Regions from separate parts of the Sus scrofa genome. Here region 1 is linked to region 2. A link is a contact called in public promoter capture Hi-C data. All regions are on one chromosome and are shown on one strand. The core of a region is the stretch at or near the end of the contact, and the rest is flanking DNA. Distances in the headings are between cores, read along the strand shown. Region 1 holds the start of LOC100626731 (zinc finger protein with KRAB and SCAN domains 7). Region 2 holds the start of LOC100738134 (zinc finger protein 502).

Region 1 (4,120 bases), core at 551-3,050, 100 kb after region 2:
TTGCTGGCTCAGAAGCTTAAGGATCTGACATTGTAACTGCTATGGTGCAGGTTGGTATCTGGCCTGGGAACCTCCTCATGCCTCAGGTGCAGTTTAAAGAAAAAAAAAAAGAGGAGTCATATTCCATTACAGACTGTATTTTGCTGACCCTATTTTAAAGCATTTTGAAGACACTGCATTATCTTCTGGCTTCTATTGTCTTGTTGAGAAATACTTTGTCTGTTTAATTGTAGTTACTTTGTAGGAAGTCCTTTTATTTTTGTTTGATTATAGGATCTCCTTATTACCTTTGATGTCTTGCAATTTCACTCTAATGTCTCTAGGTGTAGATTTATATTTATTTATCCTCTTTGGGATATGTTGACTCTAGGAACTTCTCATTCTAAGGATTCCAGCTTTTCAACAATTTTGGCAAATTACCAGCTATTCTATCTTTAAACATACCCAGTTATATCTTATTCTTTTCTGTAGTTTCTAATAAATGAGACCTTTGCATTCCTTCCTCTATGTCTCTTTAAATCTCTTTCATATTTTCAATCTCTCCATCTCCATGCAGGAGGGCTCATTTTCAGGTTATCCAACATGCAGAATTACTTGAAACCGAAATCCTTCTCACCACTGTTGACTAATCTAGAATATGTTGATCAGACTCAAATATGTCCACAATTTTTTGCTACTTGTACCTTCAAGAGATGGAACTTAATTTCCTTCCCCATTAGTGGGGGTTGGATTTAGTGACTTGCTTCTAACAAATAGAATAAGGCAGAAGTGATGATGTGTCATTTCCAAAGGCCTTGAGTATACATTTCAGCTCTTTCTGAGATCACTCACATTGAGGTAAGCCCACGGCCATGTCTTAAGAAAATCTGAGCAGCACTATGGGAGGCTTCCCTGAGGGTGGAGGTGAGCCTGTTCTTTACATGAGGTGAAGGTAGGGGCAGGTCCAGGGTTTGGGTCAGAGGGGTGGCTTAGGTAGTTTACTTTCATGGTGGTGTGTGCAGCGGGCATACATAGCATCCTGCTTTAGCTCCTGGCTCTTCAGAAGTGGCAGTTGGATTTTTTGGTCTTTTTGTATCTTTTGTATCTTGTTGTCCATAATCTACTCAAACATCTCCTCTAGCAATAGAACAAAAACAACAACAACAAAAAAAAAAACAAAGAAATTATATGGGACTAAAAATAACCATGCAAGGGCAGTTGGAGCAAGAGATGGACAACAAGATACAAAAAAGACCAAAAAACCCAACTGCCACTTTTAAGAGCCTGAGCAACAGCAGAGTACCACCCAAGCCTCCAGCATACAGCAGCTCCCCCGCCCCCCCCCCCAGGAGGTTGGCAGGACACCTAAGCCATCCTCCCATCTTGCCCCCTTCTCCAGGAGTAAGCAAAGTTGCTTGTTTTCGCTCTGCCCCCCGCCCCCCCATCTGCTGCAGCATGGGCCCAAATAAAAACTTGCCTGAATTTGTCTGACCTCATATCGGTTTCTATTGATTAAGGAAGCCTAAGCACCTTGGTCAGTAACAGGGATCCCTAAGTGTTTTGATCCCATTCTTTCCTTGGGGGAGGAAGCCCCAGAGGGAAATCCTGCACAGTCATTGAGAGGGATGTGAGAAGACAGGCCAAGGCTGATAGGGCTCTGGGGCACTAACAGAAGGCAGGAATCCCGCGAGTTAAGTGTGTGGGCTGTGGGGCTAAGCCCCTGGACTTGGCCCTGGATCCTGGGGGAGAAGCCAAGACGTTGGTCCTCCCAGCTTCCTAGAGAGGCCTGGAAGCGCTCGGTGCCGACGCGCTTGCGCGTTAGGGCCAGGGGAGAGCTAAGCGCCGGCCGACTGGCGGGGGTTGCCACTTTTGGTTAGCCGACTGAGAGTCTCCCAGCCGGGGAGGCGGTGAGCGGCTGGCGGGGAGAGGGTCGCGTTGGGGGCTGCCCTGTGGGCGGGGGAGTTTGGGGTGAGGCGTGAGAGGGAGGCTCCGCGGGAGGCTGCTCCTGGGGCGAAGGTCTGGCCTGGGAGCCCAACCTGCCTAGATGAAGACGTAGCTGCCTGCGCTTTGGAACAGGGGGAGAGAATTTGGAGTAAGGGTTTCTGTGTTTTAGCATTTCTCCCAATTATGAAAACAAAGCGTACTCATTACAGATAATTGGGTGACGTGGGTGAGCGCAAGAAAAGTAAAAGTAACTGCAATCATTTAATGTTTTCCTCTGGAGGCTTCCTGGACACCTTTTAAAATTTGTGCATGATTATGCAAACTCTCGTACATATGTTTTTTATTATGAAATAGGGTCATACATTTCTTTTAAAAACTTTTTTTAGTATCGTAATAAAACAATACTGTGATTATATGTTCATGACATTTACCGTATGATCCATGAAAATTTACTATTTTAGCCTATTCATGTATACTGTTTATACGCTGTTTTAAAGTGTGTAATTCAGTATCATTAAGTACATTCATATTATTGATTTTTGAAAATTATATCTTGAACTTCTGGAATGCTTTTGTTCATATATTCGTTAAAATTGGTACCAGCATTATGACACCACTGGGACATATATTTGCAAGTATAATTAAAACATTTTGTTGGAGTTCCCATCGTGGCTCAGCAGGAAACGAATCCGACTAGCATCCATGATGATGAAGGTTTTATCCCTGGCCTTGCTCAGTGGGTTTAGGATCCAGTGTTGCCCTGAGCTGTGGTTAGGTCCCAGAAGTGTCTGGGATCTGATGTTGCTGTGGCTGTGGCATAGTCCAGTGGCTACAGTCTGATTCAACCCCTAGCCTGGGAACCTCCATATGTGGTAGCTGCGGCACTAAAAACACAAAACAAAGACAAAAAACACACCATTTAGTTTGCAGTTTGTTTTGTATAATACACATTACATGAAGCAGTAAATGCTGAGCAAATGACATTATGTGGAAAAATAGCAAAGGTGATTATATTTCTTTTCAAAATGAGAGGCTAGTATATATAAAATGCATTTTTTTTTGGCTTTTCTAGGGCCGCACTCGCGGCATATGGAGGTTTCCAGGCTAGGGGTCTAATCAGAGCTGTAGCCGCTGGCCTACACCACAGCCACAGCCATGTGGGATCTGAGCTGCATCTGCGGTCTACACCACAGCTCATGGCAATACCAGATCCTTAACCCACTGATCGAGGCCAGGGATTGAACCCGCAACCTCATCGTTCCTAGTCAGATTTGTTAACCACTGAGCCAGAACGGGAACTCCCTAAAATGCAGTTTTTAAGCACAAGTAACAGCATTAACCTAAAACCACTCTACTGTCTTTTGACTTGTATAGACTTAAGAAATAAGAGAATGTTCTCCTTTCTAAGAGTGGTGGCAAGGAAAAGAACACAGTCCTCTTTCAAGTTGTCTCAAGTTCCAAGCTGAAAACTCCTTGATGTTAGGTTGTTTATTTTACAAAGAGGTGGTGGTTTTGTTATACACATGTATACATCTGTGTACTATTCAGAGACTGGCAAATGAGGTTGCTTTTACATGTTGACTTTAATGCTGAAGAAAGGCAGACAAATTTTGGTTCAAAAAGTAAGCTGAAAAGATGGGAATATTTTGGTTTTGTCAGGTGTTCTTCTGAAATGGAGGATGATGTCGAAATGTCTTTTTACTGGTAGTTTTAATCTTGATCCACTATTTTTGGCAAGTTTCCTCGCTGTAAAATTACTGTCTTTCCTTTGTAATTATTAGTTATTTTGAGGAATTATCACTTACTTTGAGACTTTGCATAGAAAGAGCCTTTCTCCTCAACTTTCACCCACTAATTAGCATTTTTTGGCGGATCTTGTGTGCAGCAGTTATTGCTGTGTTGTTCTTCTAGGTGCCATTCATTTCTGTTTTCTCTTCTACATGTATTAACTGGAAATCTTTGTGAGGAAGAGTTGTGCCTCCTCTCCCATTTAAAAACTTAATTTAATTATATCATACGTGGGTATGTGATGTTGGGTGTTTATTTTTTGGTTATAATGCAGTGTAATGTTAATTATTTTGTGGCTGACCTTAGTCTTTCTTTGGCCACTGGGAGCTCTTCCAAATTGCCTCCTGTTTCCCCATACATGCTCCCATTCTTTTTAGTGTTTTTCCCTGATTTCTAGACACCACAAGAT
Region 2 (3,890 bases), core at 1,391-3,890:
ATAATAAAGGACAGAGAAAAACCCACCAAAATGTCAACAACTGGTCATTTAATGAGTTACTTTGTCTTTAACATCTTTCTACATATTTCATTTTTTCTACAATAAACATAAATTACTTTTATAGTCAGAAAAATATTTTAAAATGAGAGATCTGGCTCATGGGTTTAAACACAAAAAGGAAAAAAAAATTTAAATGCCACATCTAATGAATACAGTACAGGTTTCCCATTCAGATTAAGATCAAAGTGGAAAAATGGACTGGACTGGGAATCAGAAAATTTTGCTCTACCACAGCCTACAATGAGCAGGCCTATTGTGACAAGTTATCTGAAAAAAGGGACAAATTAGATAATACCCATGAGTCCTTCTAGCTCCAAGGTTCTGTGAAACTCTTGACTAAATGAGTTAATTCACATAAGCATTTATAAAGGTATCTGCCACATAGCGGGGAGTCAACAGGGGTTAGGCATCATTATATTGGAGGACAGGTTGGTGACTACCAGTCTTTTCTAGTCTTAGATCATCTGAGTTGTTCGCCTATGCCAAAAGTTAGCAAACTATGCCTCTATAGTTCAAAAACAGAACTACACAATGTGTAAACAAGTGATCTTGGCTGTGTGTTTTAATAAAATTTCTTTTACAGGAGTTGCGTCGTGGCGCAGTGGTTAACGAATCTGACTAGGAACCATGAGGTTGCGGGTTCGGTCCCTGCCCTTGCTCAGTGGGTTAATGATCCAGCATTGCCGTGAGCTGCAGACGCAGCTCGGATCCCACGTTGCTGTGGCTCTGGTGTAGGCCAGTGGCTACAGCTCCGATTCAACCCCTAGCCTGGGAACCTCCATATGCCGCGGGAGCGGCCTAAAGAAATAGCAAAAAGACAAAAAAAAAATTTCTTTTACAAAAACGGGTGGTAGACCAAATATAGACCAAGAGCCTTAGTTTGCTGACACCTTGGCCTTTAAGTTACACAGAAGGGAAATGTACAGGTGCTTCCACAAATGCATAAAGTGGAATAATCTGTTGGTGATTTTAAAATGCTAAAAGGACCTATCTGAATCTACACTGGAGGAAATAGGTATTATGGAAAGGGATGTGTATGTATGTGTACGTATGCATGTGTATGTGTGTGTGTGTGTGTGTGTATATATATTTCCACCCTCATCTTGCTAAAACTAACAGGGATCCAGTTTCCTTCTCATGTCTTGTAAGTTTTCACCCTGCTGCCACTGCCCTACCCCTCTAGAATTTGCTGATGGATTCTAGAAGAGTCAGGTGGGGTTCTTCAAAAATATGAAACCACAATTCTTTCAATAAGACCACACTTAAATGTACCTTCTCTGAAGTCTTTCTTTTTTTTTACAATTATCATTTTCTTTCTTTTTTTTCTTTTTAGGACCACACCCGCGGCAAATGCAAGTTCCCGGACCAGGGGCTGTATTGGAGCTGCAGCTGCCTGCCTAAGCCGCAGCCACATCAACATCAGATCCTAGTTGCATCTGCGCAACTTACGCAGCTTGGGGCAATGCTTGATCCTTAACCCACTTAGCAAAGCCAAGAATTGAATCTGCATTCTCATAGATACTAGGTCGGGTTCTTAACCTGCTGAGCCACAGTGGGAACTCCTGAAGCCCTTCTTGACTTGCCTGTCGGCCCTAGGTAATGAACTCATCCAGGCTGCTGCATCTTTTCCTGCCTTGGGTCACTTAGCTGCAATGTGTCCTTGTATAAGCCATCTAGTCTCTCCGCACCTCAATTTCCTCATTAAAAACTAGTTAGTACACAACTGCTTCAAACAGTGCCTGGTACATGGTAAGTGACAAATAAAAGTGGCTTAAATTATCACAGAAATCTGCTGACATATCTATGTTCTAACACTACAATGGAAGCCTCTTCCCATTTGGCAAGGCTCCGAGGTCACTCACTTTGTATTCCCACCTCTAAATTATATGTAATATTTGGCAAGTAATGGATAGTAAATTTTTTCTGTTAGACATTAACGTTTTCATAAGTGCTAACATGTACATGCCATGAACTGAGCTTTGTAGAGAAAAGAAGGCAGTGACAGTCCAACTTTAGAGATGAAGAAATCGCCTCTGTACCCTGGGGAATTATAACCCAGGTCTCCAGACTTCCTAGCCAGTGCTCTTTACACTATTTGCCTTCTCCTCTTAAGTCAGTTTGAGCTGCAGCTGAGGGAAGTGGCTGGTATTCAGAAGAACTATGGCTGCCGGGATTTCGTTTCGAACATGGGTCCTAGCTCTTGATCATTTATCCCCCACTCAATCAACATTCATTCATTCATTCATTCACTCCACCATCCTTAGGCGTGTCCTCTGTGCCAGGCCTGGAGAGTGCAGGGATGAAGCTGCAAGACAGGTCAGGCCGCCGGCAGAGGCAGCAATCCGGGGAGAACAACGTCCTGGTGGGCTTCCTACACAAGCCTGTGCCCATCGCCCCGGTGGAGGCGGGCCAGGAGCCACTACTTTCCCCTCACTTGGGCCCCGCCCGCTCACCGTGAGGTCCGGGCGCTCCCCGCGGGGCGGCAACCAGGCTTCCAGACGTACAGGAAAACCTACGGCGCAGGCTCATCCGCCGGGCCGTAAGAGCAGTGGCGCGGCCGGTAGTGCGTCACCAGCGGCCCCGTGGATCGCATCTAGAGCCGCCTGTGACTGCCTCTCTAGGAATTGGGAGGAGCATCTCTATGGCAACCGTAGAGAAGGCGATCCCTGACTGTTTTTTCTCCAAGCCACGTGGCATTCTCGCTGTCCCATGAAAGACCGCTTTGGCCCAGAACACAGTGATCACTTGATGCCACAAGAAAACTGTAGACGGGGGCGTTAGGGTTGGAAAGAGTGCTAGGTGGGGGTCAGAAGGGGCCATATCAGTAAGGGATTATTATTTTTTAAAAAAAGCTCCTGATTAAGAACCTTGACCTCAGCAATGGGCTCTGACCAAGGAAACCAGCTGGTGTTTCTTCCAGGCATGAGTGGTCCTGTTACCAGCCAGGGTTCTCCACCTTTCCATTCAATAGAAATTGATAAGCCAGACAAGAAATGCAGGAAAGGCTTAATTTGGGGCACCTGCAGCAGTAGGAGGGAGGGAAAACAAGTTACATGTTCCTTTGCTCCCTCCCCAAGGGGGGTTGAACTGGTTCCTTATATGGAGTGAGGGCAAGGGTTGATCCAGGATAGGGAAGGAGGGATGATTTAGGAGGGCTGCCCACCCCTTTGGTGGTGGTGTGTGCAGGGTGCCTGTGCAATACCCTGCTTTTGCTCCCAATACCCTTTTGCTCCGGTGGCGGTTGGGTTTTTGCTTTTTTTTATCTTGCCATAATTTGCCCCAAGTGTGCATGCACCCAACTATTTTCAGTCCCTTGTAGTTTATTTTGTTGCTCCAGAAGATGTTTGTCCAGCGGCAAGCACTGAAGCAAAGGATCCCAGATCCCAGCCTGTCTCAGTCTGGTGGAAGAGGAGGTGGGAGCTCTGGCCAAAGGCCTTCCCACACTGGGGAGAAGGATAGGACTGCATGCCTGAGTGGCTCCAACAGGATACCAGGAGGCAAAGGCTTCAGCTGCAGGCCTTGCCACACTCAGGGGCACAAGTAGGGCTGGCTTCACCCCATTGTGCACTGTCTGGTGCTAGATCAAGTGGGAGCCGCACATGAAGGCCTTCCCACACTCCCCCAACACCCACATGGCTCTTCCCCCTGGTGAATTCTCAGGTGCACAATGACAGTGGAGCTCTGGCTGAAGGCCTTGCGGAACTTAGTACATGTATAGCGATTCTTGCTGCAGGCAAGAAAGTTTTTTTCCCTTTCATGTACACCTTGATGAAAAGGGAACAAGATTAGAAATGTACCATGCAAGGAAGTAGAATAACATGCCCTCTGGA

The links. Promoter capture Hi-C pulls out the DNA fragments that hold promoters and counts their contacts.
Region 1: a contact with region 2 is called in a promoter capture Hi-C map of liver, with 3 times the contacts expected there. The contact joins the promoter of LOC100626731 here to the promoter of LOC100738134 in region 2. A contact is called at or near these places in 2 of 5 promoter capture datasets (fetal liver and liver) and 2 of 47 Hi-C or Micro-C datasets (embryonic fibroblasts and heart right ventricle).

The regions. Positions count from the first base shown.
Region 1 is chr13:27,826,041-27,830,160 of Sscrofa11.1, reverse strand. LOC100626731 (zinc finger protein with KRAB and SCAN domains 7) reads left to right here and starts at 1,800. Exons shown (of 2, transcript XM_013990091.2): 1 at 1,800-1,886.
Region 2 is chr13:27,929,639-27,933,528 of Sscrofa11.1, reverse strand. LOC100738134 (zinc finger protein 502) reads right to left here and starts at 2,640. Exons shown (of 3, transcript XM_021071740.1): 1 at 2,514-2,640. The coding sequence starts at 2,589.